Linked DNA regions of Drosophila melanogaster: region 1 is linked to region 2. Evidence: chromatin contacts called from public Hi-C data. All regions are on one chromosome and are shown on one strand. The core of a region is the stretch at or near the end of the contact, and the rest is flanking DNA. Distances in the headings are between cores, read along the strand shown.

Region 1 (7,095 bases), core at 926-3,425, 1.1 Mb after region 2:
ATTCTTAACAAACTCAATTCCACTAAGCTTATATCGAATATTTTATGCGCGTTGTCTTATTTGAAATTATTATTTTAAAGTAGATTCAATATTAAAACATGTGGTTAACGGTAAATTACTAAATAGAGTATGAACATTTTCCTGAGTGCACACGCAGATCCTTTTTTTCTGGCTTCTGACTTCTGTGGATGCCGCATTATTAATTAATTATATGGCGCTGTATTTGCTTGAAAATGGCAACTGACAATGTTCGCAGTGGTGGCGAAATTTGGCAACGTTGCCTGGGGAAAATACGCAATGGAAAGCCGAACCAATTCGGGATAATTGAAGTTAGCCAACCCTCTGCAAGTGTGGGTGAGTCCTGCGAGTGCGCTTGTATTGGTTTCGGATTTTTGAAGCGAAGCCTCGCACAAATGGGTCAAGTTTAATGTGCAGCATCCTGTTGCTGCCGCTGGCTGCTTCCGAGGCTTTCCGCAATTGCAGGGGATTAAGTTCAGTATCCCGTTCTGCCAGAAGGATGCAACAAGTAGCAACGTAGATAGATATGTCAACTTCTTTAGCTTTTCCCAAGCATTTAGAGGTGTAACCATGGATATAGTGTGTGGCGATGTCTATCATATTAATACAGTATTTTTCTGATATTGATTTTGTGCCCATGTTTGTAAAAATATACAAAAAAAGTCAAATCGCACTTTAGTCCAAGACTGTGACCCCAATTCTAAAAAAAAAACACACACATCCGCTGGGATGGCCAATGGATGGCCCAACTGAACCGACCAATAACAAAAGACAGCCACGACGACACTAGCATTTGCACGGTAGCAAATATCCTACTACAAACAACGTGCGTTGAATTTCATTTGGAGTTGAAATGCTGAAAGCGCTGAAGCGCAAAAGGCACATAAGAAATGAAAATGGAATGACGGGGGAGGTGTCCCAGGGATTTTATAAATATTGCATATGCACCAGATGAATAAAAACACAGTGAAGGTCGGCTAAGAACTACACTTTGTCAAGAAAAAACGGAAACTATAACACTATACTGGTTTTATGTGTAAGTTTTATGCGGAATTAAAACATGGAGATGAAAAGCGATTGTCCTTGAGAGGATTAAATCTTTACACTCTTTTACAGTTACACAGAAGATTCTTTGCTTTGTTTTGGATTTCAATCTCGCAAATTGATAAAAAGACAATAAAAGTCCTCGACCAAGCGTCTTCTTCCAGTTCGAAGAATTTATTGCCTTTTCTAACAAGTAAAAGTCGAATAAGGAAAACCAGAAGGAAACACTTGTCGACTGGAAAAGATTAAAGATTTCTGCTGCATCTAACGGCAGAGAAGGAAAAACCCACCGACCCGCCGACTAATGCAATTGAGAAAACAGATACGACAGATGATGCAAAACAACGACCTACTGACGAATAAGCAATACTCTATCTGAATTTTTCTAACACAATTGAAACCATTTAGGTGAGAAGAATATATTTTATGTATATAATTAGAAATGTCTAATTTTAAAATATTTATGTATTTTACTTTTAAAGCTTTAGAGAATTCAAGCGTATGCTTCCTTCTAAAAGCATTTTTATGACTCTTTATTAAGAAAGTCAGGAGGTCGGTATCCGTCCCTCTCTTTCTGCAGCCCATTCTTCTTGTTGATTCTTCTCCACCCTTTTCAATTCTTCGACTGCCGTTTGTGGCTCGTTCTCTTCTCGTTTTGGAATCTGTTGCTAATTTGCACTTTGATGAAATGCGTTCAGGCTGTTGGTTCTTCGTTCGATTCTTCTCGTGGTTCCTCTCTGTGGAATCTACAGTGTAGATTTATGCATGCAAGCGCATCGACTACAACTTTTAGCTCCATTTCATTTTGATGCCCTCTTCTCTTTTTATAGCTTTTCTTTTTGCGCGACAGACTGAAGTTGTTGTTACTTTTTGTTGCCGTTTGCTAATTCCAAGAATATAACAATTTACGCGTCGTCCCCCGCCAAGAAAAAATGAAAAAGAATTGAATGAAGGGAAGCCCGACTCCTGCCTTCTTTCTGCTTCTTTCACATTCTTCCATTCGCAATGCGCCGTTGATTTCTGTTCCCCATTCCATGTGCGCTCGTGTGAGTGTTTATGCTATATGCGCCCTGGAAACTTCCGTTGAACGTTGAGGTATGCAAGCCGGCGAAGGAGAGTGGGCGGAGAAGGGGAGAGGAACGTGGAGAGTGAGTGTCGTGGAGTGGAGAAAGAGAGGCAACACGCCCGCACAAATTTGACCGGAAGTCTTTGTTATTGCCTGTACTTTGTTGTTGCTTTTGTTGCCCCACGACTGAGAGCGATGGAATGTTGCAAATACTGTCGTACCTCTTTTACCTCGAACGGAAACCAAAATTCCTGAATACATTGCTATGACGAATGTCATATGTACATAATTTTATCATTATCACAATCGGAATATAAAATAAGCAAGGGTAGGGAACTGTTGTTATATGTTTCTAAATCTGAAAGTAACAACAAATGGAAGAATTAAAGAAGCTTCACTGTAGTTAGGTTGCAAATATTTGCACAGCCTCCGGAAAAGAGTTCTTCGCGGTGGGTCTCGCCATTAGCCGCTAGTTAAGTTATCCATTTTCAACGCCTGCTTAATTACAATTACAGCCCACACAAGCTTTGACCCAAATCTACACTAGCCGCAAAGACAACATTCAAAATGTTTTCGCCGTAGGCTGGAAGTCAAAAGAGATCGACCGACCAGCTTCCCTTCCCCCTTTCCATTCTAGAGAGTGTCCAACGCCCTGTTTGTCAAATGCTGTTGCTGTCTCTTTTCCTTCAAGCGTGCTCCCAATCGCCCCTTCTCGCTCATTCCCCTGGCCCCACATACCGTCCCTCTGTCGGACTGCCGCAATACTGTGATTACTTTATAAGATGCTGACGCCAACTCCAATTGGAAAGATGTCCGACTGTCTTTCGGCTCACTTTGCATGTGGGCATGCGACAAAAACAACAGAAACCGCAAAAAACAACAAGCCAACAAAGTACGTTCGATGGGCACAGTGGGGCAAGGTGATTAGTTCTTGATTATTGAAAACATACTTGCTTTTACCGGTCCAGATGGGCTTTAATTAAAAGGATCCCCGAAAACATTAGTTAAAAAAATAAATAGGTGTTTTGAAAAACGGTCATTTGATAGGCATAGTAAAGATAGATAACAAGAAATACTAGTATATTTTCAAGAAGTCCCTTGTTAACGGAAAAACTTTCTAAATGGGTTGCGTTCAGTTTAGCAATAGTACTTTAAAATACTCCTAATCAACCAAGATGTAAAATGCATTTGAAAATTGCCTAACTAGTCGATAATAATTGCAGTGCTTTACACTTGTTTGTTGCGAAATATATTCGTGTGCCATATGTTCTCCGTGACCCATTCTAGCCCACTGTATCCGCCGACAAATTTGGCCCAACGGCTTTTTGGCACGTAGGTGGGCAACCGGGCCAACTGTCTCAGCCTCTCAGTTATTTTACTGTCTTTTTTTGTAGCTGCTTGTTGTGGTTGAGCTTTTTTTTCGGTGAAGGCAGACCAGTTGGCAGAGTTGCCTCAATGGAAGAGCAGCGGCTGGGAGGATGGAGTGCCGAGGAGGGACGAGAAAACTCGAAGGGGGAGGGGGAGGTGGATTGAGGGAGCCACCGCCTTTGTGATGAGTTATCATGAAATCGTAATGAGAGACGGTCCGTTCGGTTGGCCTTGGGATTTTGCCACGTGTTACTTTGGTTTTACAGTCAGACATCGATAAGCTCAACTATTCTGATTACGTCTACATTAAAATGGAAATAGAAAAAAAGGACTACAATGATAACCAAGTTGTTTTTCAGAAACTATGATAAGGGTATTTCATTAAGTTTATTTCACTGGAGTTTCCTTGCATTTCGTGTATTCGCACTGGTGAGGAGAAAATGCAGTGCAGTGGAAAACATTTTAAGAAATTTAACCAGGGCCCAAAAACAATATCAAAAGCCGACCCGTCGCAGGCCAAATAGTAATAAACCAAACACAAAAAGCGGCAACAACGAAATTCGTTAAAAACAGCAAATGAGGCGAACAACACTCCCAATCGGAGAGTAAGGAGAAAAGCCAGTTGGGAAAAGCCAGTGGAAATGCAGCCGGGCGGCCCGACGCAAAGTGGTTTTTTATGGCGCATGCGCAGCAGCTCGGGTTCAATCTCTATAAAAGGGTCGGCTGCCAACAGAGTGCGGCTCTGTATCCGTCTGGCCATAAAAACACACGAAACAAGGCAGAAGGCAGAAAGAAAATAAAGCAGACGAGTTCGCCGCGAGATGCCTTCAACGCGCGGATCCGATCTGCCGCTTTCCCAGTCTCCAGAGAGACAGAGAGAGAGAGGTGCATCTCTTCTCGTTCATTGACTCCCTCGAAGAGAACCCACCATCACCACAACTACAAGCACAAGAGCACAACACAGCAACATACGAAATGCGGTTCGGAACTCTGCTAGATCTAATTGAATTAAATTCCGTCGACGGAAATGCTTAGTTTACTATACACAGACTGCAGTTTAAAGCCATGAGCATATATGTACATATATACTTCACCGCACATACTTTCAAAATACTAACTTGCTAGAAATTAAACTAAATATATAAATCTCTTGCAGCATAGCATCTCAGTATCTGAAATTTAAAGTTGTTGAACTACAGATACACCGAGTGCCACTATTCGCGTGACCCTTTCTGTGCGCACATGTCGCATTCTATCCTATATAGTTGGTGCCCCAGTTGGCCCCATCTTAATTGTTTTAATTCCGAGAAATGCATACAAAGTGGCATTTAATTAAAATGAATTTTACATCGCCAGTTGAAGCCGAATCCAGCGATGGCCGCGATGCATTATGCATTTTTCATGCTGCCCAGGGACTTCATAATGTCCTGAAGCTGGAACTAAAAAAAAAAAGGAAGACGTCGAAAGAGACGGCATCATTGGCTGACAAAGAGCGCATAATTGCCGGGACTTGATTGAATTTCAAGGTTAATTAGTGGCAAGTCGGGGGAAAAACTTTATTGTACCCGAGATTGGTAAGAACTTTGCTGGGCCAGCTTAAGCTGATTACCGTCGGTGTTTGGCGGTTGTTAGCCGGAGATTTTCTGTTGGTCACAACAAGAAAAGGGATTACACTGTGTGGCTTTTATCGCCTAATGGATAAAACAACTAAACAACTAAAACAGCGAAATTTGCTTAAAGAGCAAGCGCAAGGAATTAACTTTATTAAGCAACCAAGCAAATAAATAAAACCTATAAATAACCTATTAAAACAATGTGAGGAGATGTTAGCCGTATGCAAAGTAATAATTAATATATAAACTCCGTGTAACAATTTCAATAGAAGAAAGCAAATAGTAGAAAGAATGTTCTGCCCCAAGTTTGTTGCAAATAAATATATCATTATTTACATCCCCATTCCGTCTTCCGCTTTGGACTTCCTTCCTTTTTTAGCCAACCTGACCCAGTTCCGCTTGCTTCCCAGCCCAAACTTCCTGCCCCATTTCTAATCGCAACCAATAGCTATAGATATTCCCCGTTCCGATACACACTACGTAACTAATGCCACACTAATGCCACAACTTCCTCTCTACACAGCTGCTTTTTGTGCATTTGCATGGCAAATAACCCCAAACCCACTCATGTGATTAGATAAGTCGGCCCAGCGACTTCCACTAAAATGTCAAAATCATTAACGGATTGCGGAATTGATTTTGAATTTAGCCAACTAAATATGGGCGATGATATAGTCATTATTTCCAGATCATTTCACGAAATCGTTTAAACAATTATGAAAATAGTAGTCGCTCTTGCCCAAATTGAGAATTTGAGTTTGTTTATCGAGCATGTTTCGGGAAACGCAATAAAAATCGGTTGCTCGGCTATGTTTCCATTCAAAATTCTTGCCTGAGGTCGCAGAATTCATTTACCATTTCGGGATCATTAAGGAAAACGACTGAACAAAGCGGACACTTCAGCAGGCCGGAAAAACAATGAAATCCCTGAAAAGGTGACACTGGATTTTCACGCTGTTATCTTTCCACCTTCGCCTACTATTCATTCCAAAACTTCGTTTTGTTCATCTGGCGAATGTCAAGAGGTTCCAACTTTCTTGGGTGTTTCCCTGGTATTGCCGGTCGTAAAATGTTTCGGCCCGATTCTCCTAATTACCTGTGCACAGGTAGTTTTCACAGGATGCTTCGTTGCAGCGATCTCTTTCCCACCATAGAGTGCCATCTCTTTCCACGGCTTGACGTCATAGTTGAGATGGCACCTTATGTTATGCTAATTCCACGGCCTTTCAAGTTCTATTTATCTTTCGAAATGAAATCGGTACAAAAAGAAAAGTATCTTAGAGATGGGTGGTGGGGTGAGAGAGTTGGGAGGCTGAAAAGCCGGTCCATTTGTTGACGCTCTATTGTCAATTTGCGATATTAGCAGGCAGACACAAAAAAAAAAAAGAAACAGAAAACATTTGAATGGCAGAGGAGAACGTGCGTAAAGCTTGTTCGGCAAAAAAGTGTGTATATGTACATACATATGTACATACATCCAAACAATCACGGGGTTCTGTGGGACTTGTAAGCGAGCGGAAATTGAAGTGATAAAAATAAAAACGAAGCCATAGTCAGTCGTCAGATAATTATGTATATATTTCGACTATGTGCACAGGCATATAGGGCAGCACATACATAAATAAGCATATGTATAGCATATATAGTATATATGACAATTTATGTGGCTTTGAGTCATGGGAGTCGAGCCTCGGAGTCGCTGAAAAGCAATTGTGACATTTTTCTGAATGACACAAATCTATACGGGAGCACAAAGAAAATGTGTAGCCAACAATAGTGGAAAGACCTCAAAAGCATCGACAGCAGTGATGTTTATTTATGACTTCCTTAATCTCCGAACGTGTTTGTAAAATACCAAACGATTTTGAAAACACATTTATATTTAAATCGCTCCTTAATTGATATGGGCCAATCAAGGAGGGGCATAGTGTTTCAGAATAAAGTGCATAATTGGAAGGGCATGCGGGGTGGTATAACTACATATAC
Region 2 (6,601 bases), core at 1,423-3,922:
CATCGTCTCCAGCAACTTGGCCAGGAACTCGGGCTGATCGGGCCTATTCTGGGCGACAATGTACTGCAGGCAGCCCTTGAGTCGCGAGTACATCTTCTCGATCAGCTCCAGGTTGCGCAAACCGGGGCGATCCGGCGTAATCAGAACGATGGCGCAGAACAGGCCTATCTCGGCATCTGTCAGGTTCATCGAGTTCATGCGCTCCGCGAAATTGAAGGTGGAGTCCACCAGGAAGCGGGCATTGGCTCCGTTCTGGATCGCATCCCGTCGCATCACCTGGCCATTTAGACAGATGATTGAGTTTATCGACGAGTCAAACATGCAGATCAGGCGCACAAACAGGGCGTCGAAGAGTCCCGCCTTCAGGAGCGTGAACTTATCGTCCTGGGTGAGCAGCTGGAAGCCGGGAATCATGCCGGCAAAGTCGATCACGCCGCGAATTACGTGGGCGAAACGCTGCGAGAACTCCTGCTCCGATTGCAGTTCAGGGGCGGGGTTCAGCGGACAGGCCTGAAGAAATAGGAAAAAAAAGGTGGTAATGTGTTAAAGAGATGTGCCAAGATAGTAGAGTGCTTAAAACTAATACCTGACCGGTGATAAATTGATTTAAAGTATCAAAAACAACTGCAGTAACTGTCGTATAAGTTGTTTATAGTTCGAACTGACTGTTCAACTTTTCCTATAACTGTTGCTTGGCCGTGTACTTTTCCCCGCACCCCATCACGTCATCGCTTATTTCACACGCGAAGGTCAGCGAACCTCCCCTCCCGCCCACTCATTTAAATCAATAATAATAACTATTTGTACTTCCGCACGCCCACCACGCCAGCTATCTGCCGTCTCTCTCTCTCACTCTGCGAATGTCGCATTTCCTTAAACGCCGCTGGAAGCTTTCGACACAATGTGCGCAAAAAGAAAATAGAAAATAGAGGGAAAGCTTCGCCTACGTCAGCTGGCCGGGTTAGTTTTTGTGGTTTTAGTTTCTAGGGGCTGCTCTCTCGCTTTTCCCCACCCCACCCCACTCCATCCGTAGGCTACATCCCCCATAGTCGAGAGCTTTTGCCGCTGACATTAGCAGCCAAGGTCGACGAACTAGAGTTCAAGGTTCCGGATTGTGTGCTGTTACTCTATGGTTGTTATTCTTTTTCCTGCTTTCGACGCGTGTTTTTTGTATTTCGCCAGCGGAATGAGGTGGAAAAAAAGGGGCGGGGTGTGGGAATTGCTCAGCGTCTAAGCCGAGCGAATGTGCATGTTATTTCGCCATTTGGCTTTCCGGGTTTTGAGTTACACGAACATGCGCCAAGTGCCCCAGACAGCGAACGTGCCACCCCACGCCCAACCACCCCCTCCCCGTGCCATCTATCATCATCATCTGCCCACCATTGTTTTCAGCGACTTGGATTTTAATTTACGTTTGATTTCTTTCATGTGTGCTTCTCGCTTTTTACTTGCTACGTTCTGTTTCAATAAGCACACGTTGTGCTGTCTGCCGCCGAATCTCTTTTCTGATTCGATTTTCGTTTGATTAACCTTGAAAATGTGTTTTCTTCGCGCAGAAACATAAAAAAAAGAATGCCATAGAAACGCGCTCGCACGAAAGAGAGAGGGAAAATAGCAGCCGGCAACCGGCAAACTGATTTTCGCCACATTTTCTTTTTGCCGGCGCTTTGACGTCGTCGTATCATTTGATTTTCCGCCACGAAAATATTTCTCATCTGCGCAAAAGCGGAAATAGTTTGCGAAAAATACTAATGAGTGTGTTGTGTGGGGGGGCTATTTATGACTCGACTCCCGCTACCCGAATTGCCTTTCCTGACATATCACAAGATCCCATAACATCCCATCCGATTCGATTCGACCTTCAATTGGCGTTAGTGTGGCCTTGAGTTTTTGCCAAAAATAATTCGCAGAACTCATGTACCGGCTGATATGGACAGCCACAGATTGAATAATCTTTAGGGCTAATCGTTTCGCTAGAGGAATTTCTATTTCGGTTCCGAATTCCGAATTTCACCGAGATCGTAGCGCCTTAGCCTCACCTTGCACCGCCGGCGAATCTTCCGCCTTCCGTCATAAACTGAATTGCTGACATTTTGCATATTACGACGCTGTCTAAATGAACCACCTGACAATTTTACAGATTGCTCTCACTGTATCTGTATCTGTGCATACATGTACATAGATATGTATATATGTGTATTGCAGTTTTGTGACGCCGTTTGTCTGGCATTCGCTTCCTCATACTCATGACATTTTATGCATATTTTTTGTGCCATTATTGTTTACTCATATATAGTGGAAAATATGAACTGCAAACAGAGAAAGAGAGGGAAGCGGATCCGCTCATTTCGCTCACTCCAAGGTTAAAAAATAACTTGCTCCAAGGTCGCTGTTCTATACTACACATAGTACTTCTTAAACTTGTCGATCGCATTTGATTTCCTTTCTTTCCTCCCCAAACACCAAATCAAATTTTAACTTTTTTAGCCTTGCACTTGACTCTGACTTTGTGCCAATGTTTTTCCCATTTTTCGTTGTGCTCGTGTCGCTTTTAAATATTTTAATAATAATTTATTTAAATGGACAACGCATGTGTCTGGCCAGCTCGCTTGGTCTCTCTCTAATCCTGTGCTATCCCTCTCTTTCCCACCGTGATAGCAGCCGATGCTTGTGTGTGTGTGCTTTCATTAATAATGACGCTACGCTTGACCTTGAGCTTTAGAACTTTGTTTGCGTACTTTGTTGTTGCCGAGAGCCGGGACACGTTTTTTTTTTGTTATATAGCACTTTTCTTTATCGCTTTTGGTTATGGTATGTGAAATGATTTTTTTGGGCTATTATTTACAGCGCCGAATCTGTACTTCCTCTATTCTCCACCACGATCTATTTGGCCACAAAAAAAAAAAAACCAAGTGACGTCGATTGTAAAATAAACACTTTATGGAATTTACAAAGTAATCACAGAAATAAACGATAGCTAGCATTCATAGCATTCATCATTTAGCTGTCAGGGGAAACGTCATAAATCTGACATTGACAAGCTTTTCGTCAAGAACTTGACCCCAAACTTGCCACTTCAATGGCCACGTTTGGAGGCCCCGCAAGAATCGCCGAAGAGCGAAGACTCTGAAAAGAGTGGCTCGTAGACGCGTCTACGTGTGGCGCTCGATTTCCTGGTTTAGAATCGTGCAAACAGGTTCACCTTGGCGCATGACTAACGCCGGCAGTAGGCAGTAACCAGTAAGCCAAGTTGCCAGTTGCCAGTTGCTAGTGAGCAAAAGGCAAAAAGCAGTTACTAGCTAGTTGATATTGTTTTGCTGATCTATGCATGTCAACAGAAGTCGGCGGCCCGGAAATGTGACTTCGCCTACGCCGTAACCTTTGGCGGTCAATTAATAACGTACTGATTGTCTACATAGGGCAGCTGCTAGACATTTTCATAATTTTATGGCCAATGGTTATTTATGATTGTCTCTGTAAATGGAGTTGTAAAATCTCCACAATATATGCTTGTTTGTTCTACTTGACCGGATGGTAATAAATTAAAAAAAAAAACCATAATATTGTAATGATTTGCTGCTCACGCTAAAAATCTGACAATATCCTATTATAGTTTCTTACATTTTCTATCTATATTTCCCACTTTGGGAACTTAGGGTGAGACTTACCAGAAGTGTGGGCATGGAGTAGGAGGGGCAATCCCGCGCCCGCTGCCGCATCGCCGAGACCTTCTCCTTGGTGAACTCACAGGTCTCGAGGTGGGCGCGCAGCACGGCGGCGAGGAGGCGTGGCTGGTCATCCAGCTCGGTGGCGAGGGCTCGCTGCTGGCCGCGATTCTGGGTGCTCTGTTGCATGGCCGCCAGGATACGCGCCTTTTCGCGCTTCGGCACGCGTCCAAAACGCACAGCTGCAATTGGAAAAAGGACACATTCGGTTAGTTTTCGGCCTTGTAAGCGGTGCTTAAACCTAAACTTGAGCATAAAATTATGGGCCCCATCAATTACACACTTCACTGCATTGCGTAGCAGGTGCAACGTACAGCTGTTGTCCTGTTGTCACGCAGGAAGTGCCCCGTCTTCCCCTGCCATATTTACAGCCCTTCGAAGTGGGTCAATGCCTCAGCTGCCTCTGCGTTTCTGTGTTTCTTCAGTCTGTCAGTCTTCGGTGTTCAGTCTTCTCTCCCCTGTTACACTTTCTCTTTTTTTAGATTTTTAATTTCTGCCTTTGGCTGCAACCGAAAAATTTGTATGTGGGTGAACTTTCACATTTCACCAACGAGAGAAGAAAAAAAACCAGGCACATTTGCGGTCACGTTTTTCGCACTAGGAATAAATCAAAGGGGAGTGCAGATGAAAGGCATCGATAATGTCGGTCGATCTGTGGGCTGGCTAATTGGGTTTGCAGGCGATCGAGGGAGACTAAGACCTACTTAACTTATGATGTATTCATTTATTATAAGCCCATTTAGAGCACTTCTACTACATTAATTTCCTTGAGTCCCACTTTAGCCCCTGGCCATTTGCGGAGCATTAAACAAAATCTGACAAATGTTTGGCCAACTTTTCAATGTCAAAAGAAATTTTCACTCGCACAGTTTCACTCCGGCTCGGTCGCAAAAGTGAAACAGCGGCTCTTTAACTGATTTTTCACCGCTTTTTCCAGCAGCCAGCGAGAGAGTGTGACCCACTTGCCGTGCAGCGAAATCCAGGTCAAACGAAATGGAAAATGAAGTCTGCGCAGGCGCAGCGACGAACTGCGCGTAGAAATTAGAGCGACGCGCCGCAACGTCCAACTTTCCCATGCGGAGAGACTGAAAAAGTTGGTCAAACATGCGATATTGTTGCTCCGCTCTTTCGGCTCTTTTTCTTGTTGTTTTTTTCCTATTTTTTTTTTCATTTAGAAAATAGCAACGCAACGCTGCCTTCGCCGCAGTTTCGATTCAAGTTTAAAGCTCTTCCGCGGCAAAGAAAAAATTATTGTATGTTTTTAAACGAGGTCAACACTTCAATGGCGCTCGCTTTTTGGTTGATGCTATTTGTTTGGAGGCATCGACAAGAAAAAAAAAAAGGTAAACAAAAAGCGAATCAAAAGTGGAGAATCTCAGAACGCCTGCATTTCTCTGCCAGTTTGGTCGACTTGATTTTTTTGAAAACCGAAAGCTGGGTGTTATTTTAATCTTGTTCAACCCTTTTTCTGGCCAAATCTGTGTCAGTTGGCTTAGGGAAATTGGTGTTTGGCTCTTTCACTTTCTAACTTCAACTTTTGTGCGACTTTCGGATCGGATAACTTACGCGCATTGTGATAGTTGACGTTGCCTTTAAGTATGCCCTTCAATATCGGGAGTTCTTCGCCCATTTTTGTGTTTTCTGTGTTCGATTTGACAAAATATCTTGACTTGGTCACTTTTCCCTTGGGGGGCACATCAACCACTCAGTTGAGCTTGCTCATTAAATATTTTTGGATAATTCCTCTTCGGTTTTTGGCACACACACAGCTTTTTGGTTGGTACTCAGGTACATATGGATGTTTGCTTGAGAAACTTGTTATCTTCTTTGCACTTTATCTCGGTTAGATATTTTAATTAACTGCTGTTTTGTTGTGAGAGGAACTTTGTTTGCTTGCTTTTCACATTGATTGAATTTTTGGAATATTTAGCAAATAAATTAGTTGTTGGTTTGGTTTAATTTTTAATTTTTGTTTTTTTTTGGGCGCGTAATCCAGAAAGGCGAGTGTGTAGTGGATGTTGAATAAGTGTTGTTTTGGGGAGACTTGGTCGACTTTTCTTCACATTAACAATTGCATTTAACATTCATTGGCATTAATCAGCATGTTGTTTCATTTAATTTATTTTAATTAATATAAATATTGGTGTAGTTACTGCTGGCAACTGCCGCACTCGCGTTGTGATTCTTGGCTTATTTCGGATCCCGCGGATCGCTGGCTAACATGACAAAACTCGACAAGGTCTCGAACGCGACTAACTGTAAAAGCCAAAGCGCGTTACGAATATACCCAGAGTGCGGTACGCTGTGCTATATGGTATCGGATTTGCCCGAAATCGAGGAGAGCGAACCTCAACTGCTGCGACTGCGACGGTGACTGAGCTTCGGTCTCAAAACAGAAACGGAAAACTGAAAACGCCGCACAAAACAACACAAAAGCCGCAGAGGCAACGACCAACGGAGCAGTCGAAAGAGAGCCGAAGAGAGGACTTAAGAGTGGAAAAAGCTCTTTGTCAGTCTTTGTTTTTTTATTGTTGATAAGATGTGAAGTTCTTCAAATATCTAAAGTTAATTCTAAATTTATAGCAATAAATTCTTTAAGAATTTAATATTTAATACTTTAATATTTTTTTGTGCTTATTTATGTCACATCTCTTTTGCACAACGTTTAAATTAAAATTTTTTTTAAATATAATATGTCTTTTTCCATTCATATTTTTTAATACCCACATTGCTTCTAATTGCTCTTTAATATATAGAAACAATGACCCACCCCACACACAAAGCAAGTTCAAGCGCTGATAAGCTTTATGTGATAAGCTTGCCCCAACAGCTCTTCTTCATCTTTTTTATCGGCGCATATATCTCTTTTACTGCGG

Evidence for each region. Hi-C and Micro-C count contacts between places; a contact is called where the count stands out from the background.
Region 1: a Hi-C map of the Kc167 cell line shows a contact between it and region 2, with 4 times the contacts expected there. A contact is called at or near these places in 2 of 107 Hi-C or Micro-C datasets (the Kc167 cell line and the S2 cell line).

The regions. Positions count from the first base shown.
Region 1 is chr3L:19,077,161-19,084,255 of dm6, forward strand. All of the region lies in intron 1 of Mkp3 (Mitogen-activated protein kinase phosphatase 3), which reads right to left. Among named protein-coding and RNA genes, the nearest start is that of Mkp3, 5.7 kb to the right of the region's middle.
Region 2 is chr3L:17,955,714-17,962,314 of dm6, forward strand. Eip75B (Ecdysone-induced protein 75B) reads right to left here. Exons shown (of 8, transcript NM_001259893.2): 6 at 3,669-3,907; 7 at 1-510. Among named protein-coding and RNA genes, the nearest start is that of lncRNA:CR45393, 11 kb to the left of the region's middle.